Regions from separate parts of the Ovis aries genome. Here region 1 is linked to region 2. The links are chromatin contacts, called in public Hi-C maps. All regions are on one chromosome and are shown on one strand. Each heading gives the region's core, a stretch centred on a gene start, on an enhancer-like site or on the middle of the called end of the contact. The rest is flanking DNA. Distances are from core to core; before and after follow the strand shown.

Region 1 (6,592 bases), core at 3,385-5,884, 160 kb before region 2:
ACTGGAGTGGGTTGCCATCTCCTTCTCCAGGGGATCTTCCCAACCCAGGGATGGAACCCAGGTCCCCTGCATTGCAGGCAGATTCTTTACTGTTCTAGCCAGTAGGGAAGCCATTTCATACTTGATTACAAAGCATATTTATATTTCATTATATCCTAGGTAGCTGTACTGCCCCCTCATGTTTCATAGTGTGACTTCAGAGCTACTCACAGACACCAGGATTGGAGGCTCCTGTGGAATTTCATCCAAAATGTCTCCCTTAGTTACCTGGTTGCAAATAATTTTATCAGTGCTCTAGATTATTTGTACATACTGTTCTAGAAATAGGACACAGACATCCCAGGTCAGCTCTGGACAGTCAGCCAGCAAGTGGAGCACACGAGAACATCCAACAATAGTTACTCCCCCACCCCTTCATTTGGGTGTTTAATAAATATTTTGTGTAATAGCACCATATCCCCTGCCCCTCCCCCAAGATCATGTTATCACTGTACTTGGTAGAGGGTTTAAACTAAAAACAGTTGAGTTACCTAACGTGAGGCTCTAACTTACATTTTTGCGTTGATATTCTCACATCTGTTGAGATATATTTTTCAAGGGGCTAGAGTAAAATTTGGCCATTACTGATGGGATAATTCACCTCAGGTATTGTACTTTTGACCGTGGATTTTATTGGTTGACCTTCCTCTCAGGGTTAGTCTTGCCATCTGTGTCTGTTGGCTTGGCGACTGACTGCCCCCCAGTCACCCTCCTAGACTGCCTCCTTCATCCCCATAAACCCTCCATTCTCAGATGTGATCGATTCTGCTTCCTATACACTGAGCCCGCATCCCAGGCACCACCCCTCCATTTCTCTCCATCCCCACCTTCTCCTTCTCACAAGACTGCTGAAGTGGTTGTCTCCGAAAGTCCCCGAGGCAGTCACACCCTGGCCCAGCACCCGCCGTGCTTCGGGGAGCCAACCTTAGCACGGTGCATGGGCTCTGGAGAGCCTGGCCCCGGCCTCGGCCTTCAGCTTTGTCTTTCCCTCTCCCCACTGCTCCCTGGTGTCCCAGCCACACTGAGCTGCTCCGGGTTCCCTTGAGGGCTCGTCGATGGTTCTCCCTGTCTTCACAAGGGCCTTTCCATTGGCCTGGGACATCTTCACCTTGCCCCTCCTTCCCCTTTCCTTATACTCCTTCACGGGATGACTCTCACTCTCTGTCCAAGGCCCCGCTTATTCACTGTTCCCTCCGGGGCCCTCGTGTTAGACTCAGGCCGGAACGAGGTGGCTCTCTCTGGGCCCAGGTAGCTTCTGACACACTGCACTCTGCCAAGCCAGAGTTGTCATGCTCTCTGCAGCCAGAGAGGACCGAGGACTGGGCCTGTCACCCTCCCCAGTGCCTAACAGGGGACACGAGTGAGTGCTCCGGAGTCAGTGGATGGATGGGTCAATGGGTAAACGAACCAGCTGCAATAATGAGTTATGTAACTGGTGATGCCAGTGAGGGAAGATCTGTTTTTAATCCCCATTTTATTGATAATGAAGCGGAGACTCACAGCCTTTCTGTCACTATGAACAGTAAGTGGCAGAGAGGGGGCTAGGGGCATGGTCCTTTGACTCCAGACTTGCCATTTTCCCTACTGCTTCCTCATCCGCGGTTGTTGAAGCTTTTTGTGATAGCCATTAGTCCAGTCTCCTCGTAGCTGGTTCTGGCGCTCTTCTCACTGTTAACTTACGTATCGTTTAGCGTACTGCACTGGGACCACAATTAGTAGGGAAGACTGCATTTTAAAAAAAGTCTTTTGACCATGCTGTACGACATACGGGATGTTAAGTGCCTGTGGCTCAGTCAGTAAAGAATCTGCCTGCAATGCGGGACACCTGAGTTTGATCCCTGGGTTGAGAAGATCCCCTGAAGGAGGGCATGGCAACCCACTCCAGTATTCTTGTCTGGAGAATCCCATGGACAGAGGAGCCTGGCGAGCTGCAGTCTGTGGGGTCGCAAAGTGTCAGACGCGACTGAGTGACTAAGCACAGCAGTCACTAAGGAAGGCAGTTCCCTGACCAGGGATTGAACCTGTGACCGCTGCATTGGCAACGTGGAGTCTTAACCACTGGACTGCCAGGGAAATCCCAAGATTGCATTTCTAAAGATGGTATGATGGAGCCTGTGATCTGTATGATCGAGATCGCTGTCTTTAGAGGGTCAAGGAAGAATATCTTGACTGCGTATTTCCTGCATCGTCTGTTGCCTGCCGGCAGCTGCACCTCTCCTCCACTGCCGAGAGGACCATGGCCACGTTGTAAAGAACCGTGGTCTGGCTGAGACCGGACAGGCCCTGAAGCCCAGGGGTGAATGTAATAGCAGCTGTGTTTCTGTTGGTCAGGTTTCCTCCTCCTTCACTCTTCCTGGTCCATCTTGCTTGACGGGGCAGGGGTGGGGGTGTCGGAACAGGGAAGATGGGACTGAGTCGAGCAGTCATGACTGGCAGCTCTGCTTCCTGCAAGGGATTCTGTTCCTCATAAACTCAGTACAGGACATGAAAAAAATGATGATGTGAGTTTTATCTCTGTGTCTAATTTTGAAACGCAGAAGGATGGAATGTTAAAGTAAGCAGATGTCACCTGGCTGCCCAGTGCCGCTTAGTAGGACATGAGAAGCTAAAGCTCAGAGATGTTAAGAGACTTGTCAGGATCATGCAGCAGCCCCTGTCCACGTGAGCCTCTGCACAGCAGTTACCATGCCAGCGGTGTGTGACACTGACATTTTCTTAATACTTGATGTCTTTGTAGCCTCTTTCTTCCAAAGGCCGCAGGGCTGCCCTGGACCCTGATGTAATAGCCAGGAGTAGCCGGAAATACATCCTGAAGAAGTTTCTAGAGGAGTGTCCCTTTGTTCAGCTACCACTGAATTGCATCGTCACGGAGCCAGAGGGTGTCATTTGCTTGTAAATACTGAGTTTTTGAAATGTCACTGTAACACTGGAAAAATGTTGTCTCAGAAGGTTGCCAGAGTGACAGAGTCCCGACATTGTAAATACCAGCCAACACAAGTGCTTGTAAATGACAGGAGCGAAATATACTTGACTAAATCCATAATAATCACTGATAACACTGTTTACCCTCAGTGACCAGGAGCTGTGAACTTGGATAAAAAGCACATGTGGGCAGATACCATTCATGTGTCAGAGCCTCTAGCCATTCCAGCATGTTTTGATGGAAAAGCTCCCTAAATATGTAAAAGCTTTGCAGTAACTAAGAAGCAAGTGTGCAAGATAGGGCGTCTGGCAGCCCTAATGTAACGGGAGAGAGGCTTTCCTATCTTCAGCAACCCAGGGGGTTGATAAGACGGCCGTTGTTCTGGTCAGAACCAAACCGTGAGCCTGGCTGAGTGGGACAGTCACTGCTCTTATTTTCAATGGATGTGGTTCCTGGAAGGTCCATCTGCCATAAGCAAGAGCTTACGTACACACCGTGTTCTCTCGAGAGAAGGAAGATGCAGAATGAACTTAGAGATTAAAAGCCTCAGAGCAGCACAGGCAGGATTCCAGGAAAGGCTGAACTGGACTTGGCGCTTGAGAGGGACAGTGAGGCTGTCCAACCTCCTTGCCGTCTTAATACCTCTAGAGCCTGGGCTCGTCCTTAATAATAACTTCCCTTGGGGGAAATGAATGCCTTCTTCCCTCTTCTGCTGTAGCATAAAAATGGTGCCTGGGTATCAGAGGCTCCAGGAGGAGATGTCTAAGGTGGCAAGCCCGTGTTCCTCTGGGAGGTGGCTGCTTTTGCTGTTCCGGGCATCCTCACTGGTCCCCATCTCCCCAGGGAACAGTGGAGACTGCACGACAGAGGGCTGGACCCTCCTAGTATTTCAATTGGCGAAAGAGCTCTAGCTGGTGAAAGAGACAGGGGCGTGGCGTGGTCCCAGAGGCCCCTCCCGTCACTGCTCTCATGGGCACCAGGAAGAGGGCGTTTGCCGGGAATGACTGCCTTGGTTTTCATATGTATGCAAATACTTTTTCTTTTGCCCGACATACTCCTACATTGTAGGATTCCTTTTTCATAGTAAGCATCACTTTCTTAACTAAAGATAAAAGGCTGAATTCGATATTAGAAATACTCAGTGCTGATGAAAGTTGGGCAAAACTACAACATTATATATCACATATTGACATTTGACCCAGACGCTGTAGTGGTTCTGCTTCTTGACTATTTATGCTTATTTATGAAAGGGAAAGGCTTTCTATCGGAAGGTGCCAATATTGGTATTAGCTGGAATAGCGGTGAAGAGTTTATAAGTGATCTGCATATTTAAGTCTGTGTGATGTTGTGGCATTTTGGTGTCCTTGAGTCAGGTCTACGTGGATACGACAGCTTCCAAAGAGCATGGGCAGTGGAAGGAGCTGGAGTGTCCCATGCCCTTGGAACTCAGTGACTGGCTGACATCCTGGTGACATGGTCCCTCAACCCTGCCATGGGGATCCCCTGGGTGGGGGAACCCACTGTGCTTCTTCAGCTACCTGGCAGCTGGCGGGAGGCAGGGCCTGCTGGTTTGGCTGATAAACCGTAGGTGTTGGTGTGGGAGAGACAGTGGCCAGTCTCAGACTCTGTCCTGGCTCTGTTCCTGCTTGTTGGTCACGATTGCAGATGGAGGTTGAATAGCTTCTCACATCTCTCTCAAAGAAAGACTGCTTTGTCTTCCAGAGATGAGGCAGTGGCCATGAGGATATTCCGCAGTGGAGCCGCCCTGTGGTGATGGAGTGATAGTTGTCATCCTGTCCAGGCTTTGACAACTGCAGGGACCCTCCCGAGCTCTCAGAGCTGGAGCAGACCTGGGACAGCCTTGAGCTCGGACTTTTCTCTGATTCTCAAAAGACAAAGGACACGTGTCCCCAGTATCTCCTCTCACCACTTCTCCTTTTCACTCTTCAGTGATCTCTTAAAAATGATCTTATAAAAACCTTTGGGGTTGTATTTTCAGCCCAGCAGGTGGATCAGTCTCTTGGTTGGGGGAGCTGAATAAGAGTCAGAATGAAAGTTGTCAGGGCAGAGAGTGACTGTGGAAGAGCTCTGCTGCCTGAGTGGCCACTCCAGTGAGTTTGTATTTTGTTAAACTCGCCTTTCTCTAAGCCAGACTTCTGCTGTTTCAACTTCGGTGCTGCAGGTGGACAGCCACAGATTTGACGCTGTATCCGCTTTGGCTGTCTCCTCTTGTTTTTCTTCCTGATTCGCTGCTTCCAAACAGCTGTTCTTTTAGAAACGAAAGAGAAGTGAAAGAGGTGGGGAGCGGGAGAGGAAGATGGAGAGAGATGGAAAGAGAGAGGGAGAATGGGAGAGGTGTTTTCCCCATTGATGGTTTAAAATATCTGCCAGGCCCATCAGGTAGCTCCTTGGTGAATTTAGCATTTATTTATGAGTTTAGAGGGACTGGCTTGTTGTTGTTTAGTCGCTCAGTCATGTCCGTCTCTTTTATGACCTCATGGACTGTAGCCCGCCAGGTTCCTCTGTCCATGAGATTTCCCCGGCAGGAATCCTGGAGTGGGTTGCCGTTCCCTTCTCCAGGGGAATCTTCTCAACTCAGGGGCGGAACCCACATCTCCTGCACTGGCCAGGAGTATTCTTTACCCTGGAACCACCAGGGAAAGCCATCTTTGAGCTTAGGAGTTCACTAATTAAGAAAATCAGTGGAAGCTTTGAGGAGCTCACTTTCCCACTCTGCGGGTCCCCTGAGTCTCTCCCTTCAGCGCTGCTTTCCCCAGGCACTCCACCCCTACTCCCACTTCTAATATTTAAGTATTTGTAAAAGCTCAGAATTTGAGCCTCCTCTACCAGGATCTAGCCCCAAATTGCCCCCTGGTGGCTGGAGGGGCAAATGACAAGATGGAGCGTGGGGAAGAGGCCACGCGGATCCTCTTGTCTCTTGCCTGGTTACCTGCGATGGTATCTCTGTATCCGTGTCAATATGAGCCTGACCTGACTAGACAAGTCTGTCTCTCTGCTTTATTTTGGGTCATTCTGCTGCAGGGCTCCCTTTTCCTATTCTTGTTTCCCACTTTCTTTTGGTCTGATTTGTGTTTCTACACATGTTGTATTGACCAGAGCCTTTCTAACTGTGCTCAGCACAACCGAGTGGGAGAGTGAGAGAGACACACTCTCACTGAGAGTGACTGAGAACAGGATAGTTGAAGGCAGTGCATGCTGTCACCTCATGGCTGATCCGGGATTTTATAGGCAAGCTGGTTAGCCAAGCGCGTGTCACCTACGTGCCGCTCATCGGCCAGCTGAGAGCAAGCATGTCACCTCATTGACAGCTGTCTGTTGTCAGAGGGCCATCTTGTCTCCTTTTCATTTTGACCGAACACAGCAGAGACATCTGCAGAGGGCTGCAGCTCTGGCGGGGCGCCCTGCCTGCCAGCCCTCAGACTCAGGAAGCAGCATAATGGAAGAGCTCAGAAAGGAACATTAACCCATCGGCCATCTTGGTTTGGGATATTTTGGCCAAATATGTCTCTTGTTGAGGATAGTACTCCATCTAAGGGTGAGAGAAACATGAGACCCAATGTCTTGATGAACTGGGCTGGTATTGTATCCAATGTCTTGGTAGTGATTGGC
Region 2 (6,935 bases), core at 4,382-6,881:
ATAACATTAACAAGGATTGAATAACTGCCAAATGAAATTTAATACATTTTCCCATCCATGCAATAGGCTTCTTAAATACAACAGAATAATTACTTTCATAATACTCCCTGGAAACAAAGAGAGCAGAAACACTGAATGCCTTTTTTGTTTGTGATGTCTGTTGTGAGCGCGAGGATCAGGAGAAGGATGTTTACCAGGGCACTCTCCGTGCATCCCCGCATAAAAAACAGCGTTGCCAGCAGCCACCTCATTTGAAGTTGCATATCTTTAAAATCTGTTTATGTTGGAGGAGTTGTGGCAGCTATTAAATTTTGTAATTCAGTTAGACATCTTGGCCTTGGCTTGAGTTGGTGGACTATGATGGTTTTCCCCTCAGTGATAAAACGAAAGTGATTTTCATATCTGCATCTACATACACACACACACACAGACACAGAGAGAGAGTTTTAAAATGAAAACTCCAGGAAGTAGTTTGTCCCTAAACTCTGCTCCCCTCCTCTCTGTGCATGCGTGTGTGAGTGTGTATATGTATTTGTGTGCTAACTCGAATCAGTCATGTCTGACTCTTTGCAACCTTACAATAAGACTGTAGCCCACCAGTCTTCTTCTCCAGGCAAGAATAATGGAGTGGGTTGCCGTTTCCTTCTCCAGGGGATCTTCCCAACCCGGGGATTGAACCCATGTCTCCTGCGTTGGCAGGCAGATTCCTTACTGCTGGACCTTTGGGTATGCCCTGCCAAATTGGGGGAGGGGGACATCTGGTTCCAGGCTGGCCTGTTCATGGGATGGTCCACTTCTGCTTCAGAATGATGAGCCAGGCCCTCAGATGATCTCAGCATTCTGAACTCAGAACTACTAAAACAAAGAGGGAGTTAGGGGCAGGTTCAGAACCTGGAAGGATGTCCTGGGAGCTCCTGTGAAAGAAGAGTCCAGGGTGTGGTCCAGAGTGGGCAGAAGCCAGAGAGAGAGGTACCAACAGGGGTGGGAGAGGCCGGGATGGCCCCTGGGGACAAGGGATGGCCGTAGGTCACAGGAGTTCCCCAGGCCCTGAGCTTTAGTCACCAAATCTTCCTGTTACGGCTGAGTAATATTCCGTCGTGTACCGCAGCTTCTTCATCCATGTCCCTCCGTCTGTCGATGGACATCTCGGCTGCACCCATGTCCTGGCTCTTGTAAGCAGTGCTCCAGGAACAGGGCTGCATGTGTCCTTTAGAAGTCTGATTGTTCCCAGGGTATGTGCCCAGTAGTGGGATTGCTGGGTCACATAGTAGTTTTATTCCTAAGGAACAAATTTGAGTCCATTCTAATGAAGAGTATAAACCTAGAACTTGCTATACAGAGTGAAATAAGTCAGAAAGTGAAAACCAAATATGCTATATTAACAAATACGTATATGGAATCTAGACAAATAGTATTGGCGAACCTATTTACAGACAAGAAATGGAGACACAGACATACAGAACAGCCTCGTGGACGCTGCGGGGGAAGGGGGGCAGGGCAACGTGAGAAAGTAGCTTTCGTGTGTATACGCTGCCATGTGAAGTAGGTAACCATCGGGGGTGTAACACAGGGAGCCCAGCCGGGTGCTGTGGGTGACATAGAGGGATGAAAGCGGCAGGCGAGGCTCAGGAGGAGAGGACATGTATATAATGATGACCGATTCACGTCGATGTATGGCAGAGACCACCACAGCATTATAAAACAGTTATCCTCTAATAAATAAAATTTTAAAAAAGAAATCTTCCTGTTAAATCTCCTTTTACCTGAGCAAGGCAGAATGAATTTCTGGTCCTTGCTGTTAAAATCACCTCAGTAAATTGATCACTCCGTGAAAATTCTACCAAGGATCGCTGTAAGCCCCACACAGGCCAGGGCCCACATCTAAGTTATTCACCATGCATCCCCAGCACCTTCCAGAATGACCACATCAGCTAGATTTGCTGAATTAATAAATATACTCTCTGATCAATTAGCAATTATTGAATAATGTTTATATTTTAGTTCTGTCTTCTATTTTTAGCATAGATATATCTAAAACCATATGGTATGTAACTATAAGAAGACTCTATTGTTAAAGACTGCAAAAAAATTTACAATCAGTATTGATAAAGCTGTTTTCATTGGCTGCCTTTTAACTTCATTGCTTATCTAGATGAAAAGGTTCTCAAAATAGGACTTTAATGAAATATGGATTTTCTGGGTGCCATCCTTAGAATTGATTTGTAGGTTAAAGGAATCTGCTTTTTTTCTAGTCACATTATTATGTATTTGTAAGTGGGCAAATCCTGACTCTCATATATACAGATGGCAGTATTGGTCTCGCATCTATTTCTGAGTTATTCTATTGATGGGTTTGTGCTGGCCATTCACTGTGGTTTTTTTCTTGTCTCTTATGTGACCAGAAATAATGTTTCTGAGGGAGAAGTAAATAGGGTTAGGAAATGCTGTCTGTGGCCAAGGAAGCAAGCAGAGCAAAGCTAATTCTTCAAATTGGAATATTATTCCACAGACACGGGCAATGGAATGGATCCTGGAGAGTCAAGCTGATTAGATGGATCCATGGATCTAGACCTATCGTTATTGATCCATTTGTTCCTGAAATATACTACGAGAGAGACCTTCTGATATCACAGAGAATGTTTTCAACTTCCTTTATGGAAAAGAATGTATTATTTCAGGGGCTCTCAGGTGATCTTTAGAAAATTAAAGTTAGGTAATATGCGTGGATAAAAGCCAACATCTAGTCAGAACAGCCACCTTCTCAAACATATTTATAGATCATTTAAAATTTCGCTGTCATTCTGCAGGAGAAAGATTTTAAACCAAATGGACACGAACAACGTAGAGTGCAAAGAGGATCATAAGTGAAAGCAGCCTGACTTCTCAGGTTTCTTAAACTGTGTAGACTCTTACTTATATGTAGTAAGCAAGTATTTTCAGCTGAAACACCTAACAGTGTCGGTAATTATTGGGCACCTTTGTGTACCAACTGTCTTGCATACTACTGCTCCTTGCAATAAACCTGAGATTTAGTCACTGTCACTTCCAGTGTTATTTTCTCCATTTTGGGTTTGAGTAACTTACCCAAGATTATATAACAAGTAAAGAAACCAGTTACAGTTAGAACCTACATATTTTCAACTCTCATATTGTGTTAATTTTCACTTAGTTATGCTGTCTATCATAATAGTTGAGGCAGAGAAAATAGAAAGGTCATTGGGTATGGGTTCTTTTAAAAGCTAAACATGATCTAGAAGGGACAAAAAAGAAATTTCAGGATTAATAACTGAACATGTTTTAATTGAAAAGCAATGTCTTAACCTTGAATTGCATCTCAGTTGCCCACAAAGGAGGCTTGAGGGTTTTAACAGAATGATTCTAAAATAGAAGGAGGGTATGGGAATCTCTGCCACGCTCAGATTGGTGGTTACCTTCAGTGATTCCAACTTAGACTCATCCTTTGTGGAAAGAAATGTAATCCATTGGGAAGGCCAGTAACTGTGAATCAGCAGTTGGATAATTATTTAGGTTATACTTAATGACGGTCTTCGCTAAAGAGCTACCATTTGATCAGGGCCTGTAAAATTCATGCTTTCAAGTTGACATCTTAGAATGAAAGGATAGCCGTTGATTGAATCAGTCTTCTAATTGCACAAATATAAAAGTGGAAAAAAGCTATCATTCTTTGGTATGAAAGGGAAATGAAAACATACACAGTGAGAAACGGCTGCAGGGAGCTGGGTGGGCACGGTCTGCCTGCGAGAGGTCAGGCTTCCGTTACAGGTGCAAGGCAGGAGAGGCGTGGCGGTAGTGCTCAGTATGTGAAAAGGGCTGACGCTTACGCCGCGGAGCTCTGGAAGTTAAATCCAGGACCAGTGGCTGCAGTGTCCAAGGAGGCCAACTTGTGCTGGAGATGGAGTAGCTGTTTTGGAAGATAATCAGGTTCTTAATATACCTGAAGCACCCACATATCAGTAGGAACTAGCCACCTTCCAGACTGCTCTGGGGAGGGACACAGGCACCCAGAGGACAGACAGCATGAAGCTCCCCAGATACCTCAGCTGCAACATTCATCTAAACTTCCCGGTGTGCCCGAGTCCTTAAATCCTGTGCTCTTCTTGCTGTATTTTGTTTTAACTTTTAAAAAAAATTATTTTGAAATTTAAAAAATTATAAAAACGTGGTGTTGGCTTACAGCGCTGTGTTAATTTCTGCTGTCCAGTAGATACATATGTATATACATTCTTTTTCATATTCTTTTCCATTATGGTTTATCACAGGACACTGAATGTATTTCCCTGTGCTGTGCAGTAGGACCTTGTCGTTTATCCATTCTCTGTATAATAGTGTTATTTTTGCTGTATTTTGAATCTCAGCAGTTAGTATGATTTATATGGTCCTCCCCCTTCCCTCTGTATCATCATCTTCTGCATTGTTTTGGAGTCTGTAAAGGTGACAGTTCATACTAGGCTGTCTTGAGATAGCACATGCTTCATCTGGTTCTGTGCATTTTATTGTTGCAGTTCAGATTCTTATTGTTGTTGCGCTTGGCGAAAATATTCTTTAAACACTGGGTAGCAAAAGAGTGAAGATTTTGCGTTGTGGCTTTCGATTTCGGATTGGGAAAAAACATACACTCTTTGATTCATAGCAGTGTAAATTCATGGAGAGATACTTTTAGTGTTAGACCCACCAAACAATACACTAACAGATAATTACGTGGAATGCCAGTGAAGCTTGACTCACGGTCCTCTTGGTTTCCAAATGCTCAATGGTCTTCCTTGAAGGCGTTCACTATAAAAGTCAGCTATTGCTGTCTCAGTGCCATAAGTTCAACATCTCTGGACCCCAGAGTAGGTAGTAGTAATTAATAAAAAACTCAGCAGTATTTTTTTTCCAGACCCAGTCATCATGCTGTACTCTATAATTTTATTCTTGGAGTCATCGAGAGTGTTTCCAATATGGTGTCTATCTAGGATCAGAATAGTTTAAAAAAAAAAAATGGAAAAATGTCCAAACATCTTTGCATGGCAATGATGGCATTACTGGTGTGTTTAATAAAACCTTTATTGGTACATTTTCCGGTATGGTGGCATTGGCAGAAACGGTCCCCCTTTGGATTTGGAACTCAGCAGCTGATGAAATACAGTAAACATTAATTTGGAATGGGCTGCCAGTTTTGGAAAGCCAGGTGACATTTTATTATATTTGTACCGAGCAGGGGCTACGTCCCATACTGCTGTAGCTTCCGCTGTCAGAGGCTTAGCTGGCATTATGGAAAAAAAAAAAAAAAAGAAAAACATGGCAGGCCTGAGAATCTTATCCCCTGAAATGAAAGTCGAATGCCAAATTGAAATTCCTGTAGGATTTCCGATAGCAATGGGGGAATTGAGAAGCCCACAATTAAGCATATGGGCATTAAGATAATTGTCAGATCTGTTGGCGGACATGATAGAAGGCAGATGGGTGCGAATCAGTACGCTCCACCGCAGCACCCTGGGAGACAATTTGACGTTTTACCTGCCTGAGCTCCTCTGCCATATTTGTCACTGGATGTACAGCACAGCATCTTACTGAGCGTTAAGTGTTGTTTTTTTTTTCCTTCCGCTGAGGACTGTAGCTGCATGTATGATCCTTCAGCGCCCTCTAGTGAAATGCACTGGGGAGTCTTGTTTTCAAAGGCTGGTCTTCCTTCCTTGGGGCCCTGCGGTCGCACCTCTGATGCCCACTTACCTCCGCCGTCCCTCTGGCTCTTTCAGGTTGGGGCCCATCGTGAAGACGGCGTGGCCCTGCGAGGCAGCCACTCTCTCGTTCCGAACCAGGTGCCGGTGCCGCAGCTACCTGTCCAGTCGGCAACTTCCCCTGATCTGAACCCACCCCAGGACCCTTACAGAGGTAGGTCCACCTTGGAGGGGCACGTCTCATTTCCCTGAAACAGTAGACCCCGTGTGCCTGTGGTGCCTCCTTGGCATTCATCCCTCAGGAAGCACTGGCCCGTAACCACGAAGCCGTTTCGGTAACAAGATGGTAAGGAAATGGGAAAGGCTTTCGAACATCGATGGCTAATTGTGTTTCTTCGGTAACTGTTTTCCTCCAGCATCTTCTGAAACCCTGCTCCTGTTTGCAGCAGGGGATGAGACCAGATACTGATGAGAGGAAATGTGATTTTAGCTATTTCCACATTGCGCTCATCCAGATCCTTTAATGTGGTTAGTTGTAGCCTGACAGTGATGTTTCCAAATGAAGAGGAAGGAAGGAAATGGGTTTTTGTTGCTTAAGATGGAAGGAAATGTAGGTACATTTCAAAAATGGGACTCAGTCGGATGAGTCATCCAGCTCTGTCCTGATTGCACCGTACCCCTGACTCCTTTCGGCTTTCCAAGACCCCAGGTGGCAGGGTCACAGGAACAAGACCTGGGTCCCAGGTCCCTCTGCAAATGGCTGGCCCGATGACCAAGAGATGCTTATGTAATACCCCATTGCCCTCACATTGAGAATAAAATGTGCTAACAGTGCCGCAAGAACGGATATGTGTAAGCATTTGTCCAAGTATTAAGCATTGTAAGAATCTGATTGTTAACTATATGTGGGCATGCCTGCCCATTTTTATCGGAATAGTCAGACTTTGATGGCCCTTTCTTTTAAAGAGCCTTTGGGTTTTCTTTGTCTTAGGTCAGCCCTTCTTATTGTGTACAAGCATGACCTGAGGATGTTGTTAAAATGCTGATTCTGATTCAGTTAGTCTGGGGTTCTGCATTTCTAATGGGCTTCCAGGGGATAAGCATACTCCTGGTCCCCTGATCAGATTTTGAGGGACAAGATTCTGGACCCCGTAGATTACAGATTGAAGGAAATACTGAATAGACACGCTTCTTCCTTAGAAATAAATGATTGCATTTAGGCCACGTTTTAAGGTTTATTGTGATCTTGGAAAG

What was found. Hi-C and Micro-C count contacts between places; a contact is called where the count stands out from the background.
Region 1: a contact with region 2 is called in a Hi-C map of hypothalamus, with 3 times the contacts expected there. The contact joins two enhancer-like sites. A contact is called at or near these places in 2 of 16 Hi-C or Micro-C datasets (hypothalamus and tail adipose tissue).

The regions. Positions count from the first base shown.
Region 1 is chr23:55,117,598-55,124,189 of ARS-UI_Ramb_v3.0, reverse strand. The region is part of intron 5 of TCF4 (transcription factor 4); the gene reads left to right. Among named protein-coding and RNA genes, the nearest start is that of TCF4, 210 kb to the left of the region's middle. Within about 2 kb of position 4,634, at least 11 of the 54 cell types and tissues checked have an H3K27ac peak or open chromatin away from gene starts, as enhancers often do. A contact at or near this core is called in hypothalamus, where this site is marked.
Region 2 is chr23:54,953,582-54,960,516 of ARS-UI_Ramb_v3.0, reverse strand. It overlaps TCF4 (transcription factor 4), which reads left to right. Exons shown (of 19, transcript XM_060405546.1): 15 at 5,760-5,895. Among named protein-coding and RNA genes, the nearest start is that of CCDC68, 280 kb to the right of the region's middle. Within about 2 kb of position 5,631, at least 10 of the 54 cell types and tissues checked have an H3K27ac peak or open chromatin away from gene starts, as enhancers often do. A contact at or near this core is called in hypothalamus, where this site is marked.